Linked DNA regions of Mus musculus: region 2 is linked to region 1. A link is a contact called in public HiChIP or PLAC-seq data. All regions are on one chromosome and are shown on one strand. The core of a region is the stretch at or near the end of the contact, and the rest is flanking DNA. Distances in the headings are between cores, read along the strand shown. Region 1 overlaps Dock10 (dedicator of cytokinesis 10). Region 2 overlaps Dock10 (dedicator of cytokinesis 10).

What was found. HiChIP or PLAC-seq counts read pairs in DNA pulled down with a chosen protein or histone mark.
Region 2: a BATF HiChIP or PLAC-seq map of CD8 T cells shows a contact between it and region 1, with 18 read pairs. The contact joins two enhancer-like sites. A contact is called at or near these places in 1 of 15 datasets of contacts at CTCF or cohesin (CD8 T cells), 12 of 484 Hi-C or Micro-C datasets (B cells, CD4 T cells, CD8 T cells and 8 more), 6 of 115 datasets of contacts at active chromatin or transcription factors (CD8 T cells, the HPC-7 cell line, bone marrow-derived macrophages and 3 more) and 3 of 9 other capture datasets (adipose tissue, bone marrow-derived macrophages and liver).

Annotation. Positions count from the first base shown.
Region 1 is chr1:80,640,333-80,643,533 of GRCm38.p6, forward strand. All of the region lies in intron 2 of Dock10 (dedicator of cytokinesis 10), which reads right to left. Among named protein-coding and RNA genes, the nearest start is that of Dock10, 120 kb to the right of the region's middle. Within about 2 kb of position 1,694, at least 58 of the 459 cell types and tissues checked have an H3K27ac peak or open chromatin away from gene starts, as enhancers often do. A contact at or near this core is called in CD8 T cells, where this site is marked.
Region 2 is chr1:80,701,936-80,705,177 of GRCm38.p6, forward strand. All of the region lies in intron 1 of Dock10 (dedicator of cytokinesis 10), which reads right to left. Among named protein-coding and RNA genes, the nearest start is that of Dock10, 55 kb to the right of the region's middle. Within about 2 kb of position 1,511, at least 13 of the 459 cell types and tissues checked have an H3K27ac peak or open chromatin away from gene starts, as enhancers often do. A contact at or near this core is called in CD8 T cells, where this site is marked.

The DNA.
Region 1 (3,201 bases), core at 444-2,943:
GTCCTTGGGTCTTTCGGGAGGAGGGAGTGGTGCTACTCTGTCTCCTCAGGGAAAATGTCCTTGCAACAGTGACTTTTGTGATTGGGATACCATGACATATTAATGGTTCATCCAAATTGTAGCTCATATCCACATGCCAGTCCTTATTACTGTTGAATATGCCAAATTAGTTTTAGTTGTTAGTTGGTCAACATTTGGATTGTTTCCATTTGGGGGCTTTGCCTCTATGAACATTAATGCATAAAGTTTCATGTAAACATGCATTCTGAGGACAAGAAAGCACAGAGAGGACCTCTCTATCTAATCCTTAAAACAAAGAGCTACAATTGCATCACTACCCTAATTTTGTTATTTTCATTTGTTATTCTTTTTAAAAATGTATTAATAATTCAAAGAGGTTTCATTATAACAACACCATTTATGTATACAATATACTTTGATCATATTCACCCTCTCCATCTCCATTTCTTATTCTCCCATTTTTTCCCTTCTAAATACCCTATAGTTCCCTTTTATTTCACATTTTTCCTCTTTGGATTTACTATGAAAGAAAGCATAAATAGTTGTCTTTGTGAGACTTATAACAATGTCCAGTTCCATGCATTTTCCTGGGAATAACACACTTTTATTGTTTTCTGTTAAATAACACTACATTGACTTTCTGATGGCATCATTCACAGTGAGATTTGAGGAGTTAATATTTACTCCTGCTTGGAGACTGCACTTCTTTTGGAAGTATCTGGCCCATAGCACATTGTTTGGAAGGAAACAAAGAGTGCAAGCCAAGGTGCTTATCGTTGAATTTTGTCTTCAGTTGCTTACATCATTGGTCAAGGACCTTTCCATTAAAATGAGAGGGATGTTATAACTCAGAAAGAATCTAATTGAATACAGGCTATTACTCAGCTTTTAAATCACAATTGCAATGCCCTTACCCAGACATTATGAGCCATTTAAAGTTTGCATTCCATATTCAAAAGCCACAGATTAAAAAGACTCTTAATTCCTATAAAATATTGTGTTTCAGATTAAAAGAAAACTTATGACCTTTCTGCTTTGTAAAATTAACCATAGCAAGGTCTTTGAACTTCCTCTCCTAGAAGGGCCCATGTGGTAAAGTCTGGAAGTCCCCAAATACCAGTTTTCAATTGCTAAAAATATACTATGAAAAACTGTGAGCCCTTGATACATGGTACAATCTGTCATTCAGTTTTGGCAGTCACCAAAGACAACTGCAAGATGAACGTGAGTGTCCTAGAACACTAATCTGAACTCTTCCTAAGAAGATGGACTCTGAGGAGATGCTGTGTCTTCTTCAACAGGCTACTTGACCCATTGAATGACTGCAGAGAACTATGACTTTGAATATGGCCCTTTTTTGTGGTTGAAAGTCCATCTATTTAAGTGTAAGCATTGTCTCCTGTTCATATTCGCATACTTGTTATATATGCAGAGCTCACTGAAGGTAGTTCTCAAAGTTGAACTTCGATAGAGTAGTGTCCAAATAGGCAGCACTGGGAAAATGCAGTCTGTAGTGTTCCTCATTTCTAGACATCTGAACTCCATTGTTTAAATGATTCTATCCTGGGCTTTCTGCACCTTCAGCCCAGCAAGAAAGTCATCTATGGCTCTGTCCCCTTCTTTTCTACCATGAGTCATCAAACATTATTCATTGTGTCCTTGAAAGTCTTCTTCAGCTTTGCCTTCCCCCATTACAGCCTGTAACCACTTTACTGAGTCACACGTTGATGATCAACGTGTGACTCAGTAAAGTAAAAAGACAAAAATTTTTGTCTGTTTCTAGTATACTATCAACTTCAAAATGCAAAGATAAAATCAACTATAGCCAAATCATTGATGAAGCTGTACATGTCTTGGAACACGTGGATATTTAATACATGCATGTGCACTGTTTTTCATAGTACAAGATTATTATGGAAGTCGTGTAGAGGTTTATGTTTTCTGGTCCCTGAAGCCACATGGCAGGCGAGTAAAATTTCTACCCAATGTGCCAAGATGAAGAAAAGTGCTTTAGCTCACAATCTGACAGATTCTTGAATGCCTATGAGTGATACAGTGTGTTGGATATTGGAGCTATGGAGCTGAGCTTATTTCTCTCTTCCCTAGTAACAGAAATCACTCAAATTAGTACATTAATGTGTCTGAAGGCAGAACTAGCCTTGCTGATGTCAGCCGTGTACCTGGCACTATCCTAGACAGAGAGGTCTCTAGAGAGGAGAGGATCAGGTTTTTCAGTGTCTTTCTTTTAAGGCAATATGCTGATTTGTGTCAAAGAGGAGAATTTCCTATTAACCTTCATTTTCTCATCATCAAGCTGAGGCAATTACCCTATTCCTTTTTAACTCAAGACTTTGACTTCCGGAATGGCCTTTAATTCAAAAGGTTTTCAAAGAGTCAAAGTTATTTCCTAACATAACAACCAATGACTTCTGAAAGAAGATTCATGAAATTTATTTTACTACTTATTTTTTCCTTTTTCTATTTTTGTGTGTGTATGTGTGGTACATGTATGTGTGTTTGCATGTTTTTCATATATGTATATGCACGTGAAGGTCAAAGGCTGATATAAGGAATTGTTGTCCACTGGCCTTCTACAGTATTCATTGAAGAATGGTGTCATATCCAAACCCCAAATTCAACAATGTAGCTAGTCTTATCTTATTCATCTAAGGCTGGAATTCCGAGTAGACCACCATGTCCTTCTGAAACTTACTTGGCTTGCTGGGGTCCGAACTCAGGTCTTCATGTTTATGAGGCAAGCACCTTAATCACTGAGCCCTTTTCTAGGCTCAGGGTCTAAATTTATTGCTGCACATGCTCTGTTGCCACCTCAGTTGCTGTGCATCTTACAATGATAAGGGAGGAAGATATGCTTAGCCTGTGGAGCTGTAATTTGGTGAGAAGGGAGTGCTAGGGAGGTGATACAAAGAAAATTGAAAGGTGATGGTGCAGTTCAGTGGTCAAGTGCCTGCTGTATGTGTGTGGAAGTCTGGTTTATATTCCAGAACCAAGAAGGAGAAGGCAAGGAAGCAAGGAAACAAAAGTAGAGGTGTTTTCAAGTAGTAACCAGTGCTCTAAAGTGAAGGAAGCAGCATAGTGTTGTGATAGAGTAAATCTGATGCAGGAAGAGATAATTCTTGACAGAGGTCACATTTATAACTAAGTCACAGATGAATCCCA
Region 2 (3,242 bases), core at 261-2,760, 61 kb after region 1:
TAGAATTAGGGTCATATTGAATACTAGAGTTGAAGGATGAGCCTAAATCAACTCTTTCACATGGCAAAGAAATACTGAAAGCAAATATGTCACACTTAAAAATTATATTTAATTATATTTCAAAATTTAAGGGTTTTGTTTTAATTATCAACAATTTAAATTCATCCTTTTTCTAGACATATAATAAAATATTTTTACTGGGTAACATAATCTTTACAATGTTTATACAATGGTTCCTCCAAAAGCATTATATCACTGTTAGAATAGTTTACACACACGCACACACACACACATACACACACACATTTATTTACATGTACCTACATCTATCTATATAGTTGAATCTATGCATTGATTTTGATTTACATGCCTGGTTACCACATCTCCCATAACACCCATGACTTTCTGCTTTTATTTATTCTATTCTGTGTTTTAATTTTAATGTATTTTTTGTTCCTTATCATTTTCAAAATTGGTGCAACTTAGAACACTATAATGATGCACTGTCACTGGGACAAGTAGATTCCATATGCTATTTGAGTTCTGTAAGCCTTTTCCTAAAAGATTTGTTTTGTTAATTACTAAGCTTCAAGCATATTCAATTAATTCTTCTCCCCATAGAAGACACTCAAAGCATTTGTCTCTTTTCTGTGGCATCACGATTCACTTGAAAATGAGTTCACAGGCAAAGATTACTGCCAAAGACTCTCTAGGCTTTTAGGCTTTGTGTTATACTATCTTTGGCACACCATTTACACTCAGTTTCCATTATTTACATGGGATTCCCTTCCTGGGGGAGTCTTAAGTCCGTGTATTCAAATCCATCCTCACTAAAGTGGAGGCAGAACATTGACTTGGGATTTAGAGACCTTAAAAGCTTCAATCTCATAGAGCCATTCAACAACTGGCAAAGAATGTGAAGAATCCCTCAGCAAATGTAGACTATTTAGTAGAAAGATATAAAGAGATTATTTTTCTCCCTCTGAAGTAGTGCCCATATCAGACTCCTCTTTGGTCCTTATTTTGTTCACTAAGCATATATGTAAGCAAACAAATAAGAAGCATGCAATATTTATTTTTATAAATAATTCCTTCCTTCATCTTTCTTTTTATCCTGATGTTTAAAGGACTTGAGAAAGAAACAAGGATTATTGTGCTTACATGTTGAAAAGAGATCCAAATGCAGAGGGAAGAGCAAGCCAAGCTGAGCTGTATTAGCTCCTTAGCCTCTGGTTTTGGGCCACACTCTCGGTAGCATCCTCTGAGTATGGATAAGGAAGAAACACTTTAATTCCTAAGGCAAATGGCCTCCTTGGCTTGATGCACGAGATACCCAGTGGGTAGCAGACTAGAAAGGATTTCTTATAGGCTAAGGGAGCCTGCACGCTTGCACTCTTCCACCACTGTATAACATTGCTGCAGTTGACTCTGAAGTGTCTCCCACACACTTAATACTTTGCACTTTGGTTCCCCAGCTTGTGGTGCTATATTAAAGGCTAAGGAGTATCTAAGGTGTGGTACTTTGTTGGAGGAAGTGGGTAAGGAGGGACAGACCTTTGGAGGTTATAGCCCCACCCTAGTTCCACTCTTGCTCACTCTACTTCTAGATCCTTCTTTGCAGAGTGAGAAGTCTCTGCCATATGTTTATATCACCATGAGCACTTCTATACCTTCTCTACTCTGATGGATTGACATCTCCCAGAACTATACACCAAAAATAAATCCCTTCTCACTTAAATTGCTTTTGTATGTATTTTGTCAGTGTGCTAAGAAGAGCAACCAACATAAGTACTAGTTGTTGTACAGTGAGATTCTGTAAGGCAAATATTCTGGTGCTTCAAAGGACAAGACAGACAGACAGACAGACAGACAGACAGACAGACAGACATCTTCCCCTATGTCAAACACAATGTCCAGGTCATCTGGGTTCTCATTAAATCAGACCTTTGTTCTTTTGACTCCAAATCTAAAAGTCACTACTTAACCACATTAGCTTCATTCAGGTAAACGATAGGCACCCAGAAGAGAATCCAAGTTTCTTTGGATCAATTGGATAATAGAATATATACAGAAATCAAAATCAAGGACAAAAGAAGATCCCCTAATGATTGAGGCCTTGCCATTTACCAGACGAGGGTCATCAAACTTTTCTGTCACTATAGTATTGAAGGATTACATAGTGTTTTAGATCTGGTATATCATCTATCTTCTCTGTATCCCTCCGGCCTTTCCTCTTTCCTCAGTTCTCATCCTTATGTTTGGTTTTGTCCCTTTATTTTATGCCATCTTAAAATTGTGAGAAGCATTCCTGCTTCACGGGTTGTGAGCTAACGATAGATTTTGACATGAGCACTGTATAGTTCACAAAGGCACTGGGTGGAGAAAACTCTCCAGTATCAGAGGATAGTTTATGATGCAGGTCTTGGGGTGGCAACTGTAACTAAGAGTCCCTCAAGATGGTGTTTATCCTCTATGTGCACATCATCGACCAGCAATGATTTCACTGCCCAGACTTAACACACATTGAGACTATTGTCATATCTCTTGATCTTTGAGCAAAAGTAAAAATTAAAGCTATATTTGACTTTATGCATACACTGTATCTTTTTCATGCCCAAACTTAAATTTTTTATATCTTCTATTGTTTCAGAATCATCTCAAAATGTTAGTGGATTTTTAAAACATTTCACTTTCAGGTTGAGACTTGTGAATCTGCTATGTGAAGATTCACTATATAGATAGAACAGAAGGCTGCCTGATCTTTGGTTCTCAAATCTCCTCTCGTGTCAATGGATAATCATTCTTTACTTGAGAGAAAGGATAAAGGATTTAAAAAGGAAAAAAAAAACCTATGGGGTTAGCAGTGATTATAAGGCATAAGAAATTACAGGAATTAACCAGAAAATAGATCTATATACATTAAATTTGGTATTTGTAAGCTTTATCAAAACAGGCTATAAGCAGAATAAGAAAAAATAATTTACAAATATTTTGTGTAACTGAGGAAATAGCTTAGTTGGTAAAGTGCTTGTTGCACTGCATAAAGACCTGAGTTTAGGCTCTGGACTCCACATAAAAGAGCAGGCTATGGTGATAGACACCTGAAACCCTACTACTGGATAGGGAGAAAAATGCAGATGACTGGGGTGTGCTGGTCCACCAGGCTAGCATAATCAGTAAGTTTCAGGACAAAAGAAAGAAAGGAAGGAAGGAAGGAAGGAAGGAAGGAAGGAAGGAAGGAA